Regions from separate parts of the Dromaius novaehollandiae genome. Here region 2 is linked to region 1. Evidence: chromatin contacts called from public Hi-C data. All regions are on one chromosome and are shown on one strand. Each heading gives the region's core, a stretch centred on a gene start, on an enhancer-like site or on the middle of the called end of the contact. The rest is flanking DNA. Distances are from core to core; before and after follow the strand shown. Region 1 holds the start of LOC112994365 (ovomucoid-like). Region 2 holds the start of LOC112994358 (sulfate transporter-like).

The links. A called contact is a pair of places that touch in the nucleus more often than the background predicts.
Region 2: a contact with region 1 is called in a Hi-C map of brain, with 4 times the contacts expected there. The contact joins the promoter of LOC112994358 here to the promoter of LOC112994365 in region 1. A contact is called at or near these places in 2 of 4 Hi-C or Micro-C datasets (brain and liver).

What each region holds. Positions count from the first base shown.
Region 1 is chr15:10,298,075-10,303,156 of bDroNov1.hap1, forward strand. It overlaps LOC112994365 (ovomucoid-like), which reads left to right and starts at 2,309. Exons shown (of 4, transcript XM_026118657.2): 1 at 2,309-2,441; 2 at 4,377-4,396. The coding sequence starts at 2,378.
Region 2 is chr15:10,539,964-10,545,074 of bDroNov1.hap1, forward strand. It overlaps LOC112994358 (sulfate transporter-like), which reads right to left and starts at 1,476. Exons shown (of 2, transcript XM_026118649.2): 1 at 791-1,476; 2 at 1. The coding sequence starts at 1,465.

The DNA of each region.
Region 1 (5,082 bases), core at 1,059-3,558:
AAAGCTTAAGGTCCATTGCTCAGAAAACAAATGTTAATTTGACTCTGAAGCCCTAATCAAAACACCTAAGCATTACCAGGAAGAAAAGATTCACACCATGGGTCTGCTCATATGGGACATAGAATTGGCATCAGGAATTCTATCTACCGTAAGATAGTCTTCAAATGCTAAGAAAAATCTGATCGAAAATTTGCCTGCCTCATTAGCCACCTCCAACCCCCAGATGTACTGTCTTTCTTTCTTTACTTGTCGTCAGAAAATCTTACTACGCCAGTTCTGATTTTTTCCCTTAGAGTGATGGAATGGATTCTGTGGTTGCATCAGACAGTACACTCCATAGCACCAATTAGGCAAGAAAATGTAACCAAAGTGGAAGGTTTCCTCATACCACTGTCAAGGAAGCTGCATGTTCTGTCAAGCTGCAATTTTATAGTTTCATGATGTCCTCAAGAGTCTGAAGTTTGCCAAAAGCTATTCAGACCAGGAGTACCTTCTGGGTTTTTGGCAGCTTTGCTTTTGTTGCCTAATATTGGTAATTGTCACTATCAACCAATGAACGTTTCTTGAATATTCTCCATGAGTTTAGATACATTCTATTTCAGGCTCTTTAGAAAAGCCTAGGGCTTTCTAGAAAAAAACAAAAAAACAAAAAAACAAAAAAAAACAAAAAAAAAAGGAAAAAATTGACTGACAGCACAGAGCAGCAGAATCCAAACCAGTCACAGCTTAAGTAACAGCCTGTCTTTTGTGAACTCCGCCTCACAGGAATATGCACAAATCTCCCAATCAAGAAGGTAGAAAAACTTGAGATGGAATCTCTGAAGTAAGGGCATTGGAAAAAAAAAAAAAAAAAAAAAAACCTGCAGGCCTCCAACTGAAACCAGATCTTTACCTATTCTTTTTTCCTCCTATCTTAATGTGGAACTGGAAGTTGATGGCATTTATTTATTTGCTCCACTAAGTGATGAGAAATTAACCATTTATTCATTGCCCACATTCCTTAGAGAGAAAATGATTGGTATCTCCCTCACTCTTCACATAGGAACAGGAGTTACCACAACTGAAGGTCTACTTGACCTATTACAATCTTTTACATAAAGATATTCAGTTCCTCTGTCTTAGTGAAATTAGCATGTAGCACCCTAACCCCGGGATGGGGAAAAAGTCCCAGGTTATCTTGCAATGTAGGGAAGGTGACCGCAATCCAAATCACTAAAAAGAAGGGAGTTTTAGAAGGGTTGGTTCAAATACAAATGTGGGCTTAAAACTCCACCTTTCTTTCAGCTTTATTAAACCTAAGACTCAGATCTGAGTTTTCCATTGTCACTCTATCCATGATGTAAATTATGAAAGTCAGGGAATTATGCCTATTGATTGTTTAAGTCACTAATATACACTGGTATGTTGGATTTGTTTAAAAAATACCACATGATATGATATTCGTTGCATTGAAAATAGTGAAGAAATATGCTAAGGCAGAGGAATCTTCTCCATATCACCATGGCAGCAAACTAGGCACTAACTCAGCTGGATGCAGAATGGCTGTGAACTCATCACTTCTCTGTGATAGGCAGTGCAATGCAGTATCTATGCTCCTTCCTTCACAAAGCATTGCTTCTGCTCCCCAAACTGGTGACTGGAACTTTTAAAGCAGAACATTCAAAGAGAGTATATAGGCAATACATAGACTTTTCCAAGCAGCTATGAAACTACTCCCACAAAGCAGTTTGAAAGGATTCAGTGCACGGCCAAACTGACCAGCTCTCTGGAATTCAATTACTTCCATGCATAGCATTTGCTATTTTCAGTGGAAATATTCACCAGCCTTCAAGAGCTTAGGAAGGCCATCACCTCTATGCACAACTAGTGACAAGAGTCTCCGAAATTTGAAGAAAATAGGAATTAAGCATTTAAGTTATACTACTATGAATCTTTTTGAATGTATCCAGTGGTGATTTTTTTCCCCCTGGGAATTATACTCAGCTGTAAGAGTCAATATGGCAACAACAGATCAGCAATAAGTAACCACCTTACTGAGTCACTCCTTTAACTTGTGGAGATGGAACAGCTAATTAGGCGACAGGATTAGCCAAAGCACAATACATCTCCTTTATCAACGCAATCCACGCTATGACTCTCGGCCCTGTACTTATGACCTTCATGCTGTAAAGAAGACATTCTTACTGACACTACCCACGGGCAACACCTTCTTCCAATTACCTTCGATGAGGCGGATTTCATCATCAGGGTGCCTGCTCTTTGTGTACATACATATACATATATATATACACTCACAGATACATGAATATACATTCAAGAAGTGAAGTGCAGTGGGACACTTAGAGCACAGACGGGCTGTGGAACAGGTCAAGAACCTATGTCTGCTATGAAGATAACAGGCATTTTTGTGCTCCTCACCCTAGCAGTTCTTTGCTTAGCAAGTGAGTAACCTTTTTTACTCCATGATATGTTATAGTTCTAATGTTCAAATGCCGGAAGCCGCTCAGTCTTGTAAGACGGCAAGCAGTAGTTGCTGGGCTTTGGTGGCAGCTTAGCATGTGAAATTTTATGCTTGTGCACTATTTAGTAAGCAGTAGTTCACCAGCTTTAAAGCCGTCAACTTGAATTGATGAAACCTCTTCCTTGTTGGTAGTGCAAATCAGGGTTGCATTTTGCATTGAAACTAAAAAGTATTACAGAAAAACAAGAAAAACTGTAAAGCCTCAGAATTAAATCAGATTTTTACTTAATCATTTTTTCTCCCATCTGAGCAGAGAACTTGGACTTGATGAGGCCCTTCTCCTGCCACACTAAGCAAGCAGGAGTTAGCCAATTATGCACTGGCCACATAACTTGGCTGTGAATAACCTCTTCATGATGTTAGTTTGCTGCGCTGGAGACAGATTTGAGATGTAGGAGGATGCAGGTTGCTTTATGATAAAATATGGAGCTGGGAGGAATTTCTTGACCCTTCATTTGGTAATTTTTTTTATTTTGGAAAATGTCAATTTTAATGAAACAATGTTTTTGATGGAGACTGTTCTTTCAAATAATGTTTCAGTAACTCCAGCAAAAGAAACTCTTGCTTTCTAAGACAACTCCAGTGAATCTCTCTCTTGAATTTTCTAGTTTATTTTGTCTGCTTCATAACTTTATGGATCAATACTTTTTGAACCAGATCTTTTTTGCTTTTACTCCCCCAAACACGGTTGGTACTAAAAGGTTACCAGAGAAAACTAACATCTAAATAGTTTTGTGGAGGTGGGCTAAATCTGATCCAATTCCAGGATGATGAAAACTCAGTCAAAATTCTGGTGACATGGACTGAAACTTGACATGGTGGGTTATTTATGCTAGTCTTTTTATCTTTGATGACTCTATTTGATCACAAGATACGAGCAGCTCCATGAAAGCGAGTTTCAATAGAAAGCTTCAAAGATCTAAAACAACTGTATTTAGCCAGAAAGACAAATGCTATAGCTGTATAGGCCTTTATATCACACTCCATTTCCTTCCTGCTCCTTCTGTACAGAAGCATCTGTCCACTAACTTTTATCCTTTGGAAGATATAGAATGTCTTTTACAGAACAGGAGAAAAACAAAATACATTCCTAAAGACAGTAATGAATGTGTCACCATAATGGAGTAATGGAGACGTGCTACTGTTATTTGATTACTCTCTGAGAGCTGTAATTATCATTGATTAGCTCTCTGGAGCAGGTCTTTGAAGCCCCACCTAAGATCAGCCATCCATTGTATTAGATACCATGGGTATACAAATAGGATCTAATTCCTCTACCAAATAGTTTAGAATCCATATGGATTGACATGGGAAAACACTTTTTAAAGTGATATCACAATCTGAATTTCAGTATCATCATAATCTATATATTTGGTATTATATTTCAATGACGATATTATCTTTGTTACAGACAGAAAATCAAGGTATAAAGGACCATGTGACTTGCTTGTAGCTATATATGATTTTTGATAGCATTGGGAATTAAAATCCTGTCATGCTCAACAACTAGTCCATCCTGAACAGACTGGCCATTGAACATAATATTGACTCCTGCATCTTTAATCTTTCTGTGATGAAAAGGGGAACAATAGACTCCATTTGCTCTAACAACAAAGGCTGTTCTAGCTGCTGATATGGATTTCTAATGTAAACAATGCAATAAGGTTCACTTGTTTAATAGGTCCTGACACATGTATTTTATTAAATACTGAAAAATGATATCAGTATTTACTTTCAAGGAGGTAAGAGCTTGGTGCTGCTAGAAGGTACTAAAGAAACCATCCCAGTAGCAAACTGAATGTCCGTCAATGATTTTTTTTAATTTTATCTTTTGTTATTCTGTTTTTTGTTCCAGATGCTGCCAAAAAGGATGAGGTGAGTCATTTCCCCCTTTGTTTCTGTATAAAGACAAATAGTTTGTAACAACAGTGCTGATGATCCATGAGGTCAGAAAAGACTTATTAAACACTAAGTAAATGCTACAGAAATCAGAGAGAAATCCCTGAGTTTGAGATATGTGGTTTCCTCATAGTTGCCATGAGAACTTGCAGATGCTACTACATGTAATGCAGTATGTGGTTAGACAGTGTAAGAAACTGGGCAAGGGGAAATTTTAAGTGGGAGAAATCAAGACATTTGATACTTGTCTGGTGAAGACACTACAAGGCTTCCTTGGTGACTTTCAGATCCTAAACCGTGTCCCTAGAGATTTTAATTTTTCCCTGTGCTGGAATATCCACACTGGAGTCAACCTCTGAAAGAAATGTGATACTGAGCAATAAAAATGCTTACTGATTTTGAGCAGAGATAAGTCTCTTCAGTGACTCCTTGGGGAGTCCAGGGGACAGCAGAAAGGTGTAGAAGTTCACGCACACAATTAGTTCCACACTAGCACAACATACACAACTTCTGATGCCTGAACATACACTAAGACATACACTGTTGTGCAGGAAGAGCCCGTTCCATTCTCTGTGTCAAACCAAATAGATGCCCCGTTTTACCAATGGTGACATGTATATATGGGGCAAATTCGCCTGGTCTCTAGCTTTTTATTAGAAGGC
Region 2 (5,111 bases), core at 226-2,725, 240 kb after region 1:
TCTGAAAAGAAAGCCAATCATACATTTAACATCCATGAGAAAGGCTGGAAGAAGTGACTAGCAATTTATGTCAGTGGCTTCCACTTTAGCATACCTGGCTACTCTGCTGAACATTCAGTGTGAGACAGAGGACTTTCTTAAGTAGTTAGTCTGGGGTATGGAAAACTTATAAAGAGACCTAGAAGACTTGTCTGTGTCTAGAAATGCCATACAGAGAAGACTTGAAGGTCCCTGTCACTGTCTCCTTGCAAGAAACAAGGCTGCAGTTAACGCTGAGAGTTCAAGGGTAGCTAAATCAAAACAGCTTATGAGTATCACTTGGTGGCAAAAACTGTGTGATGCAGTGAATTTTTGTTGTTCCAGTGAAAGGGGCTGAAGTTGCCTACTAACAGCTAGGCCCAGGCAGTGGAGACATTTCCAGGGAGCATGGCCTTTAGAGGAGTCCCTTCTGATGACATAGTCCTTAGAGGACTTGCTCTAACTGGAGAGCAGCCCTAAAGTACACCAGGAGTCAGCCCAGGTCCAGGACTGGGATGGTGGGAAGGTGGTTCACAGTTACCTTCCCTCCCTTGCCAAGTTTGATCCTAAGCAAGTTTCAGACACATCTAAGGATCTGGCCTATCATCTGGGGAAAGCACAACCACAATGTCAGGTGTGTTTGGGGTTTTCTAAATCACTACAGTTCAAGGGTCTCAGAGACTGCTCATTTCAGGCAAGGTTTGTTGTGACTCAAGTCTGAACTGAGACAAAGAAAGAACAGAGGAAACAGCACAGTAGTGAATATTTGTACCTGGTAAAGACCAACCAGAAAGCTTAAGGAAAGGGCCACAGTGATGGCATAGCAACTGCTGTCACAGACATCTGTCCCATTAGCGGAGGAGGTGGAATTCGCCACTGAGTCAGCATCGTCGTCACTGTACCCTGCTAGCTGAAGGTGCCGATTCACAGACTGCCCAATCATCAGGCACAGGACACCAAAGGTGCCAACAAAGTTATGGCGCGATGTGGCCATAGCAAAGTAGATGATACTGCAGAAGAAGTTGGTGTAGATTCCATAGATGGGATCCTGGTTCGCTAATAAGGAATATGAGATGGACTGCGGAATGGCAACTATCCCCACCAGCAGCCCAGATATGACATCCCCAAGCAACTGTGTCTTGACATTGTAACGGGGAAGCCAGTCCAACACCGGGAACAGATGACGGAAGAAGGTGATGATAGTTTGAATATTGCATTGGCAGACCTCTCTGGCTTTCTTTAGGATGAGATCCTGGGTGCTGAGGTCCACAGGCTCATATTCCTCCAACCTGATGTATGTACGATGGACAGGAGACTCTTCTGGCGTGAGGGAGCTCAGTGTGTCTTTATTCTGTCCTGACTTCTGACTTGACGTGTCCTCCATTGCACCAGATCTAAGTAAGACAGGAGAGCAGGCACGCCCATGAAGTATTGCATTCATGTACATAATGTACTTTGCTTAGCTCCAGGACTCATGCAGATTGCATGGATAAATAGATGAAGGCAAATAGCCTCAGACAAATCGAACCTTCCTGTCGTGCCAGTTGATTTGTTTGTTATCAGTTATGGACCTGACTAGCCACAGCCTTGAATGACCATGGTTTATATTGCATTCACGCTGCCATAGATGCCCACTTTAGAGACAGAACTACAGAGGACACCGTGCCCCTTACAGACACAGCTCTTGATTTGAAACAGGACAGCAGAATCTTCTGAGATCAGAAAATATTACTTCACTGAAACTAAAACTTGAGAAACCCTGCATGTCTTGATGACACTTCCACTTAGGTAAGAGCTATTTTGAAAATGATGAAATATTCCATGTGGTGTTCTAGGAATGTAACGCGTGGGTAAGGGAGGCTATTTGCAAATTATTTTTTTCTTTAAATTTTTGAAATACGTTATGTATTAAAAATAGCAGACTCTAAAAAAAGGCTTTCAACTGACCCTAACCATTTCCCCTCTTCTGTTCTCTTCATCCCACCATTAAATTAAACAGGGAAAATCAAAATGTTTTTTGTTTTGTTTTAAAACCAAATTAATCTTGAAATCACAAATTTTTCCTCCAGAAACAGGGAATTCCAGTTTCTACATTGTTTTATACCAAGTGTCTCTATGTTGGCAAATCACCAGTAAATCAGAACTGGGTTCTGCTGGTATCACTTCTTAACATTAGTTTTGACAGGTGATTTTCATGATGTTGGCATCTTTGTAGTATTAATTATTTGTGCGGTGACTACTAGGTTTTTTACAGGACTGAACTATCCTGTTTGAATAATGAATTTTTGTGATAAGGACAGAAATGCAGAGTATATGGCAATGTTATGAATCATGACATACTAGTGATATGATAGAGGTCTAGGAACAATTTCAAGAAAACTAAGTATCTTCTGGGTGCTGCCAGGTAACCAGCTGCCCTTTCAATGACTCTGTCTTATTGACTATAAATGATCAAAATCATTCACTTAACATAAAATCATGTTGCTGAATTCTGACCTTGAGAGATTCCTTAGAAAGCTCACCAAATCATATTTTCATGCTTTCTTAGAGGCTATCCCATTCTGAAGATGCCCTAAATGACCGAGGCTGAAAACAATACCCTGCAGTTACTAACTGTGATTTGATGTCTCTGGCTCCTGGGAAATTATCAGGAAAGCCACGCTGCCTGTAAAGCATGGATGAGACAAGAAAAAGAGAATTACGTTGCTGGCTTGCTTCAAACGGGCCCATCACAGGGCTGGTATTTGTAGAATGAATGCATGCTATTTTTTTGATCTGTTTAAATAATGTATGTACTTCCCAGAGCTACTCCAAATTTTTCAGTCAAAATGCAGTTGCAACAAAATATAGCTTTCCATCAAAACCAAACAATGTACAAACAGAAGCATTCAGTGTCTCCTGAGTGGAGACCTAGCCTGGCTGCAGTTTGGAAATGGATGGGACCAGAACAATGAGAAATCCCCTTCCCCTACACTACACCCTCATTTCACATTACTGGTCCCAACCCAGAGCTCTTACCTCTGACTGCATGGAGCAGAGGGGGATACATTGTGTGACTTCTTTGGGTCCCTCAGAAACTATTTGGAGCTTCTCAACTGCTGACTAACCTGTCTCCTCACCTCACAATGTACGTTGAGAAGAGAAAGCATGAGATAAATGATTGCAAACCTGTTTCCTTTGCCTTCCTTCTGGATCATATGTTGCTTCTCTCCAAAGAGAACTGAATTATCCAGCCAAACAACTGGCCCTTTTATCTAGCTCCAGCTGATGGAGACAGTGCAAACAGCCAAATATGGCTGTATTTTGGAAACAAACATCATTCTGAGAGAGTATTTTTGATGAAAACTTGTCCTGCCCATTAAGAATGATTGAAGGAGTTTAGATAAGTACTCTTGTCAGATAACAGTATTGGTAGTATCTGGAGATGTGTTTGCTAAACAAGGGGAACAATGCACAGAAATCTTCCCGCATGTGCTATTGTATCACTGCTCCATAAACTGAGTACCCTTGGCTGAGTCCTACTGCACTTTTCTACTCACAGATTTTGACCTGTTCTGGACAAGATTTTGTCTGAATTGTTCCAACAGTACTTTTCTTTCCTGGTAGCTTTTCTATCAGTGTGTTCCTACCAGGCACCACCGCACTGTCCAACCTACGCACTTTGCTACATACAGCATAGCTGCACAGAGAAACGAAGGCGCAAGCGTGTCCCAGATCACTCTCTGAGTGGTTCCACCTCTGTTATGCCAGACCACATTCACACTTTTACACAGAGCCAACGATGTCTTGCTTCCGAAAGGCTTTGTACAAGGAAGTTTGCACTAAAAGCAAAGTTGTGATGACATGGGTTATTTCTAGCTAGTGATAGAGAGCACTTGGTGTGTGTGCGATCTGCACAATCCACATTTTACTTGTGCCTTATAGAGGCCATACCACAAGTAAAAGGGGATTTTGCTTTGCAGAAATAAGCACAGTTCAGTAAAGTGCAGGCTTTTATCTCTTTACAAGTGAAGGTGAGCAATTGCACTAGTGGCCAGAGAAAGAGATAATGTCTCATCACCATGAAACAACAGCCTCAAATACTAGCAGTAACTGTTCTTCTCCTGTGCTCCCTGCCAACTACCTACATTAGATCTCTCAGCATGGTCTCACCTTATTCTCCATTGTTTCTTTCCCATCCACTGAGTCCATAATATTTTGGCAGGATGTGCTGTTGTCCGGTGGAGCAGGACAAAAGCCTGGCAGTCAGGCAGCTTGGTTCCTACTTCTGCTTCTCTCACTGACTTTGTTCTGGGCTTGGGAAGGGGACTTAGAGACCGTGGGGTAGGGAGAGATGATGTGGGGTAAGGAGAGATGACATTTTCACGTGTCTTTGATTTAGATGATGGAGAGACACTCTGAGAAAAGAGGAAGGGAAGATCTGCCTCTTGAATTACATTTATCTCATCAGTGGAAGATCATCTCAGTAATTAGAAGTAAATGAATGAGAAACATCAGTGCTCTCTGGCAGCAGGAAAAAAATGAGAACACGTCGTAGGGGAGACAGCTGCTCAATGTATTTATATATTTATACTAGATTCTTTTTCTCTGCCATTTCTCTACAGTTCATATCCTCTCAGGTTTGTCTGTTAATAGCTCCCCTTTCCCTACTCCTTCTTTGTTAATAGACTAGCTCCTTCCCTTTATTCCTGGTGTCCTTAAAAGACAACCTTTTCATATGCTTTATATTCCTTGCTAGTCATACCTCATTTTCTATCTTGGCCTGTCTGATGTTGTCTCTGTTTGCTAATTCTCCTTTCCATCTTCTTCCTTAGTAAGTGAACCAAACTTCCACTTTCCCTATGATTCCCTCTCCATGAAATTCAGTCATTGAAGAAGTGGTGGTTAAGCAAGGCTGGTCTTTTAAGTCTATTTGCTCTCTGGGATGAAACATATCTGAGCACAATCTATTCTTTGATTTTTTGATCTTATTTAGGAAGTGGTCATTTCCAATTCTGTGTCTCCAATTTTATCATCCAGTGTGTTCAGTCTTACTATCCACCATGAAAATGAGACTTAGTACTCTTTGCATTAGAGACAGTATCTAGACTACC